Linked DNA regions of Mus musculus: region 2 is linked to region 1. Evidence: chromatin contacts called from public HiChIP or PLAC-seq data. All regions are on one chromosome and are shown on one strand. Each heading gives the region's core, a stretch centred on a gene start, on an enhancer-like site or on the middle of the called end of the contact. The rest is flanking DNA. Distances are from core to core; before and after follow the strand shown. Region 1 has its middle 100 kb from the start of Pou6f2. Region 2 overlaps Vps41 (VPS41 HOPS complex subunit).

Evidence for each region. HiChIP or PLAC-seq counts read pairs in DNA pulled down with a chosen protein or histone mark.
Region 2: an H3K27ac HiChIP or PLAC-seq map of embryonic stem cells shows a contact between it and region 1, with 2.4 times the contacts expected there. The contact joins two enhancer-like sites. A contact is called at or near these places in 3 of 484 Hi-C or Micro-C datasets (cerebral cortex and neurons) and 2 of 115 datasets of contacts at active chromatin or transcription factors (both in embryonic stem cells).

Annotation. Positions count from the first base shown.
Region 1 is chr13:18,483,636-18,487,589 of GRCm38.p6, reverse strand. No RefSeq gene overlaps it. Among named protein-coding and RNA genes, the nearest start is that of Pou6f2, 100 kb to the right of the region's middle. Within about 2 kb of position 1,684, at least 10 of the 459 cell types and tissues checked have an H3K27ac peak or open chromatin away from gene starts, as enhancers often do. A contact at or near this core is called in embryonic stem cells, where this site is marked.
Region 2 is chr13:18,808,954-18,812,907 of GRCm38.p6, reverse strand. It overlaps Vps41 (VPS41 HOPS complex subunit), which reads right to left. Exons shown (of 29, transcript NM_172120.4): 8 at 2,357-2,476; 9 at 1,195-1,341. Among named protein-coding and RNA genes, the nearest start is that of Vps41, 94 kb to the right of the region's middle. Within about 2 kb of position 1,752, at least 27 of the 459 cell types and tissues checked have an H3K27ac peak or open chromatin away from gene starts, as enhancers often do. A contact at or near this core is called in embryonic stem cells, where this site is marked.

The sequences.
Region 1 (3,954 bases), core at 435-2,934:
GCCCATGGTTAACAGCCAAAAGAAATACTTTTGTCAAATTGTTTGTAAACACTTTGATTTTATATATCTAATATATGGATAATAGCTGATGACATTTTCAGTATAAATTTAATTACAAGGCTATCTGCAATGATTAGCAAGGCGTTGTAATCGTTTTATGCTCTGAAATGATAAAGCGTCACACTTTCCATTCCATGCCATCCTTTCCAGGAACAGTGCTAAGGAAATTCTAGAGGACCTATTATCATGATTATTCTCTACCAAAATAAGTCAAATCTTTTGCTCTCTGAGAGTCACATCTCCATACAGAGAAGCAATCTGGGCTTTTTGTTTGTTTTTATTTTGGATGTTGGTGGGGACACACTTAAGAAGTTAGAAGAACCAGACTTTCTTCTCGAAATAAAACAATTGATGAAAATAAAACCACCAGATCCTGGGATCGTTTCTATATTGAATCTTTGAAATTACTTTTCCTAGGAATTTTCATCACCTCTCTGATATTTCTCTTCTTTGCTGTTGTCGTTTTGAGACTAGCTTTCTTCTTCTATACCACAGGCTTACATCAAAGCAAAGTAAATCTGTGTGTGTGTGTGTGTGTGTGTGTGTGTTGTGTAAGTATGTCACAGTGTCATTACAGTATGTGATAGAAGCGAAGACATGATTCTACCATATTTGTTCTATTCATTATATGGTTCTATTTCTACTTTGCACTTTACAGTTCATACATTCAACTGTGAATTGATCAACTCAATAAATATGTACTGAGTACCTTCTCTATGGCAGGTGTGTGGTGGATGATGGAGAGACTGCAGAGAATGCTGCACACAGTAAGAGTAGCATAGTTTTACATTAGGACAGGCATTAGTGTGCAAACCATCCTTAAACAGCCCCCACTCAGCAGCCCACTCTGACATTGTCTTTTTCATCTATGTTTCTGGTATTTCTTTAAAAAGTATTCATCTTCAAAGTTATATATTTTAGAAGTTTGTAATTGGTCAGAAGTCATATTTCATATTGAGGCTTTCATTGAGGAGTAACTATTCCAAAAATATTGTCAAAGGAAAAAAAGAATGATTATGTGACTCACAGCAAATTTCAATGGTAGTGTTTTTGCCATTGTGTTTGAGGCATAAAAACAAAACTCTGCCTTTGTACAGTTTTTAGTTGTGTCCAAAGGGAGAATAATCTAAAACTTTATTTTGTGAGCTGATTTTCATATGTCTGTTCTCTTTCATAAATTCATGTCGCATACTACTTAACACATGCCTGTTGGCGTGTCCGGGTTCGAGCCTGGAAGGCATATTGGAACTGAAAGAGAGGGAAACTAGGTGACGAGGGAAAGATGGAACAAAGACAACTAATCTGATCAAGGTTCAAATTTTTAATGGCGGACACGCTTTATGAAAGAGGTGGGGAAAGTCCATTCCTGCCAATTCATCCTTGGAGCCTGGAACCAGCTGCAGGTGATGACGTGCAGGATAGGGCATAGTCTCCTGAATAGCTCCGGGGCCTCTCAGCAGGTAGCAGTATCTTGAAGAGGAGCAGCGGCCAAGGCAGAACAATAGAGTGATCTAGGGAGGAAGTCTCCACCCTAGATAATCTCCTTAGTGGCAGCAAGGTCAAGTTCTGGCTTAGCCTGCTTCAGGCTTGTGGGAGGCTACACATGCCCAAGGATCCTGAGTCTTGCCTTGAGTTTGGGGTTGATCCTGGCTCAGCCTCGAGTTTGGGGTTGACCTTGGCTTGCCACTTAGTAGCTGTCTTGGCAAAATTTATGACTTAAGCTTCTATATTCTCACCTCTGACTGGAAGGTTTGATGATACTGCATAGGGCAGTGCTAGGTTTAAAATGATTGACACTCATAGGTCCCTGTAGAGTATGGGACATGCAAATTATTAAGATGAAAATGAATTTGCCATTTTCAGAAAGTAGTTGATTTTTTTTTTTTTTTTTTTTTTTTAGCACTAAATGGGATAAAACTGGCAATGAAAGTTCTGATATAGTTGGAATGGTCTGTGCCTTTTCAGGAAGGAGCATCAGTTCTCAGAGATCTCTTGAACAAAGGGGTTTTCTGGGGCTCCTTTTCTCACGATGACAGTGCCTCTCCCTCCTTTAGACATATTAACAGTTGCTTTCTTCAAAGCTAATTTAGGAAGAAATCTATAAACGGATGCTAGAAGATTCTAGAGAAGACTGACTCTCTACCTGTGCCATGTAGAGCATATGGGTGAGGGTGGAAGGGTGGGAAAGGGACAGTTAAATATATTATCCTATTCTAAATTTAAAATGTGGGAGACTGTATCTTTTTCATATAACTGAAATCTTTAAAATAACATTGGTGTTGAGAAGTGTTATAACATGAGATGCCTTTGGAAGGCAATACCACTTCTCTAGCTGGTGATTGGTCCCATTGCCCAGTAGCTATCTTCATTTGGATGGATTCATCTATGTAGTTCTAGCTTTATCTCCAAGAGAACTTGCCAGCTTTTAGGCCAGGCACAGGTTTTTCTGTCTTGAACAATTTTTACCAAAATTAAGGATATAGCATTTGCCCTTAGTGAAATGTTCTCAGATCTTTCATAGACAAAGGAGTTTGAGTTCTTAGTGCCCCCACTTCTTTTTCTCAAGTGGGAAAGTTAAAATATCAGGCTGGTATGTGAGGGAGATTAGGAAATTATTAAACACCCACAATGGAGATGTATATGTATAAGTATATACATATAAGTATATACATATAAGTATATGCTTACACAGAGGGATGTTAACTTACTGGGAATCCCTTTGCCCACTTAGAAAACTAACGGGCTTTCACAACCTCAGGAGAGACAGTTATCCCTTTGTTAACAGCCCAACACAGAGTTTGAAGCAGATGTTAACAATTCGAAGAAATTAAGGATCTGCTTTCTCTATTTAGTTTTCCCCCTAAAAAGCCAAATCTCAGCCTAAATGGAGAATGTCATTTCGACCCCAGAAGCTAATATGGTTTGATTAGTTTGATGAGCTTCTCTGTCCCAGAGGAAACCCTTCTGTCCTACCAAAGGTTTAACTACAAGTTAGGTATGTGGACCACAGCTGCAACTTGAAATCCATGGTACCTTCATTAGGAAGTGTATATAGCCAGTGTTTAGTATTTTCCTAATCCTCAAGAAAAAATATTCTTGACATTTTATTTTCAAAACAAACCTACAGTAAGATAGCACCTTAAATAAAAACTATCATTGCAAGACTTGAACATGCTTGTAGGAAGCCATATTTGAGGGAAAAAGTGTTACCACCTTTTTGAGGATGGAGATTTCATTTGAGAGTTTGAAAACTTAGTTCCTTTTATGTATACAAAATGGCCAGGGTAAGAAGGGTCTGCTGTTGGTATGGTTTCCATGGCAACTTGGGTTTAATTACATATTCATGTCACATACACATCTCTTAGAAATTGTTGACACTTTTAAATTATTTTATTTACATACATGTCAACTGGTCTAAAATGTGTGTGTATGAGATCAATATTGCATGCTTTCAAATTGAATTAATGTCCACAATCATGTTAATATTAAGTAGAATAGACATCCTCTTTCTCTCTATGACTCTCTCTGTTTAGACAGAATTTCACATAGTCCAGACTAGCCTGGAATTCACTGGTCAAGCATAATCTTGAATTAAACTTCAGTTTTAAACTTTTATTCTTTATTTTTCTTATGTATGAGTTAATGTGAAGGGTCAGGGTTTCCCTGCAAGCATCCATGTTGAGAACACAGGTAAACTTTTGGGAGTTGGTTCTATCAATCATGGGATCCAGTGACAGAACTCAGGTCATCCGACTTCAGAAGAAGCGAATGCTTCTACCCAGTGAGCTTTCCTGCCAGTTGACATCGCATTGTTAACTAGTTCAACCTAAACATCAGCCCTAAGAATTGTTTCTTCCAGAGACTTTAAACAAACACACAGATGAATTTATCTGC
Region 2 (3,954 bases), core at 503-3,002, 330 kb before region 1:
AGAAACTATTGTAACTTATTTGATCAACTTTCTTATTTCTCATTTTTTTATTTCTATCCATGAGTATTATAAATAATAACAGCATGCTCAGTATACTTAAATATAAAATGTTAAGGACATTACTTAGGCTCAATGACTAGATATATAAAGCTGCCAGATCAATGGTTAGATGTTTTATCTTTTTGTCTGATTCCTTCTTTAATGCACATGTCTAAATTTGTCTTCAGCACAGGAGCAACCGGGTGAAGGGCTCAGAGAATACTTTTCTAATGTGTGACAAAAACGCATGGCTGCAGACAACTGAAGATCCACAACTATGGGACTGGCTGCTTTTCTCCCTAATTGCTTCTGGACATCTGTCTCCTCTTTACTTCCCCCAGCTGCCTTCTCTTTCCGGTGAACTTCTGAGTTTATAAGAGCCCTACTCTCCCTTCCGGCCCCTCGCTTACTAAGGAAATTATTGAATCATCTCAGGAAAATATCTCACAATGCCAATCACGTTATGAACAACGAGCCAGGGCCTCTATGCCATTGAATTATAAACAACGAGCCAGGGCCTCTATGCCACTGAATTATGAAATATGCAGGTGACTTAGGTTTACCCTCAGCTCACGGCCATGAAAAACTCAAATGAGCCGAACGATCAAAACTAAAGACAAAGAAAGGATGATATGAAGATCAACACCTTTGACTAAGCCACCAAAATCAACCACACGTTCCATAAACAGCCAAGGAACTGCGGTGGGATCATGGGAAACTAAAACAGAACTCAACAAATACAGCATCATTCTGAGAACAGAAAAGGGCAATTAGTTTGCCCATCATAGAAAAGGAAAGCACAGCTGGGCGTGGTGGCGCACGCCTTTGATCCCAGTACTCGGGAGGCAGAGGCAGGTGGATTTCTGAGTTCAAGGCCAGCCTGGTCTATAGAGTGAGTTCCAGGACAGCCAGGGCTACACAGAGAAACCCTGTCTCGAAAAACCAAACCAAACCAAACAAAAAACAAAAAACAAAAAACAAAAAAAAAAAAAAAGAAAAGGAAAGCACATCTTAAAGTCTGTACTTGTAAAATAAAGTGGTGCTTCATCCTAGCACCACAGTGTTCAGATGAAAATATCAGGTTTGCCAGAAACCAGTCATGAGTACAATAAATCTGTAATGATTTGGATTTAATAGAAAGACCAAGTAAACGACCTTGATGGAAGTTCCCCAGCCAATAATGAGTGTCACATTGTCCTTCCAGCAGAGGCTGCAGGGGTACATGTCTGGGCGAAGACTTATGTCATCTCGGGGCACATTGCTGATTCTTTGCTTTGAGGTGATGTCAAAAACCTTCACACCCTACAAACCAAAGCAACATTAAATTAAGTGTCTTGTATCTCAGAGAGGGATCGAGCAAAGCAAGACGTGTCGCACTCAAACCCATAACGCTGTTCACTGGGCACGCCCAGGAGCCATACAAGGCCATGGACTTTCTTTATACAAACCCTTTGAGAACCAAAGCTGCAAGGCTCCTTTCTGGACAAAGGCTGTTATTAGTGGAGGGCGTAAGTAACACAAATCCAGCACAAACATGTTTTGCACAGAGACACCAAGTTTGCTTTCAACCTGATAGGTGGCGAGCATTTCTAAAGGAATTCTTCGGAAAGAGAATGAGTTTTAGTTTTTCAGAAAGCTTTGGGTCTGAAAACCCATCCATTCAAAGACAACATGTGACCCTTCAGAGTGCTCAATGGAACCTTCAAGTGCCTCTGGCTGATCAGGAGCCTGGAGACTGGCTGTTGTGAGGACAATCCCAGCAGCAGGGTTGAACTGAGACAATGTCAACTCTTTCTGACCAAATGCAACTGATTTTCTCAGCTACGTGTTGAAATTTCAGAAAACATGACAGATATGAAAAAGACTACTCTTTAAACTTCCTCCAAGCCCCACTTTACATAAAATAAACTTTAAGTGCAATACTGAGAGTACAATACACTTTTCAAATGACAGGCCCATGATTATACCTGGAGTAAAGAGGAAGTCACAACTTGCTTCTCTCAGTGCTCATGAGCGCCGGGTGAATGGCATTTCCAGAGCACATGCCTGAAGCAGCCCTGCAATGATTAAGGTGGCTTTTCATTTTCTTCGTTGCTCTGTGCCTCACTTTCTTCCTCTAAAGAGATTTTAGTCCACAATGTGTTGGGAATTGCTGTAGTATGAAAACCCAGGCGATCTGACTTCCTTAAGCTGAGGTGTGGTATCAATCACCCATACCTATCAGAATTCTAACTCCACCGAGTCTCTGTCCTGCCCTTTCCATCTGGCAATCTGCTGCCACTGTGCAAGTGCTAGAGAGACAGACAAGTGCCTTTACCATATTGTTGGCCCAAGCAATCAGATGGCCTCTCCACTTCACACTCCTTATGTTTCCTTCCCCTTCGTGTAGCACAGAAGACTTCCATCTGTTCATCCAGGTCCGTTCAAACAGCAGCAGCTGAGGACACAGCAAAACACAGGCTTTCAGGTCTCCAGAGTCACACAGAAGATCCTTCACTCATCCTCTCTGCCTGTCAGTGTTACCAAGTGACAAACAAGCCGCTCTCAGTATTTTTTTATGCTTATTTTAAATAGATACCCTCGTTTTGGAAACAATCCCCTACATATCTTGAACTGCCTGAATTCCTATTTAAATTAGACGAGCACTGAGGATATGACAAGTCTCAGCCACAAGATGGCACCAAAACACCACGACTCGGGGCAAACAATGCCTTAGTGAATCCAGCTTCAGGACGGCTTTTCAACTGGGAACTAATTAACTGTGTAAACCGGGAAATCAGAACCTTTTAAGTTTCTCACTGACAAAGAGAGTCATCACAGGTTCAACTGCTTTAGTTGGAAGCGAGCATCTTTTTTTTTTTTTATTTAATCCAAAGCAAATAATGTGACATTATCTTTTTAACAGTAAATCAAATCACAAAGTATGAACCATTTGCTTTAAGATTTGGGATCTTTACATTTTCCACAGTAGCTAGACACTATATAAAGATTAGAATCTATTGTGAAGTCCCACTGACTATTTTAAAATAAAATATAACTGGTCAAAACTCCTTAATTCTGAAGAAGACACAGGTCTGATAATTCATCCACTGAGAACATATTCTTCTTGATATACTCAACTTCAACTCTTTAAGCAGTGCCACCTATAGCATGTATCGCTGAAAGCACAACAACCAGACGTATGTGTGTTACTGCTGTCTGCTACACTGAGGACAGAGGCTGAGAGAGGTCTGGGGTGAGGCGGAGATGAGCTTCACTATTGTCGGCCTAGAATGCTGGTGTAGATAGAGTTCTTGGTCTACTATCCCTCTGCCATCATACTCTAGGATTGTTGGCAGGTGCCACCATTCCTGGCAAGAGAATTTTTAAAATTCCTTTCAGTTTACCTCAGTGTTTTGTGTATCTACTACCAGGCCCTAAGTATAAGGGAGGAAACATCAGGGGCAACCTAGAAATTGATGCTATACAATTAAAGTTATATATGACAACCACAGATAAACTAAAAACATGGCAACTACTGAGCACAATATGGAGATGGACAAAATCAGGACTATCAGTCAGTGTGTCTGTCTATCTACCTACCTATAAATATCTGTCTCTATATGTGTATTATCAATATAAAGATACTTAAGATATTAAAAATACTACAAAATAGTATTTTCTATGATACCACTTAAATATGAATAAATAGCCACATAATAAATATTTACACAGAAAGTAGTATAGAAATATGAAGCATATATTACAAAGTAATCATAATTCTAGAAAAGGGTATGAAGAAATCTTACATAGAAATTTTTCTAATTATTCATGTGATTTTTTTTATAATGTTAACTCATTAATAAGGATGAAGTCCACGTTTTACAACCAAGTTTAATTTAGGGAGCTGGATGAAGCGATAAAAAAACATACTGA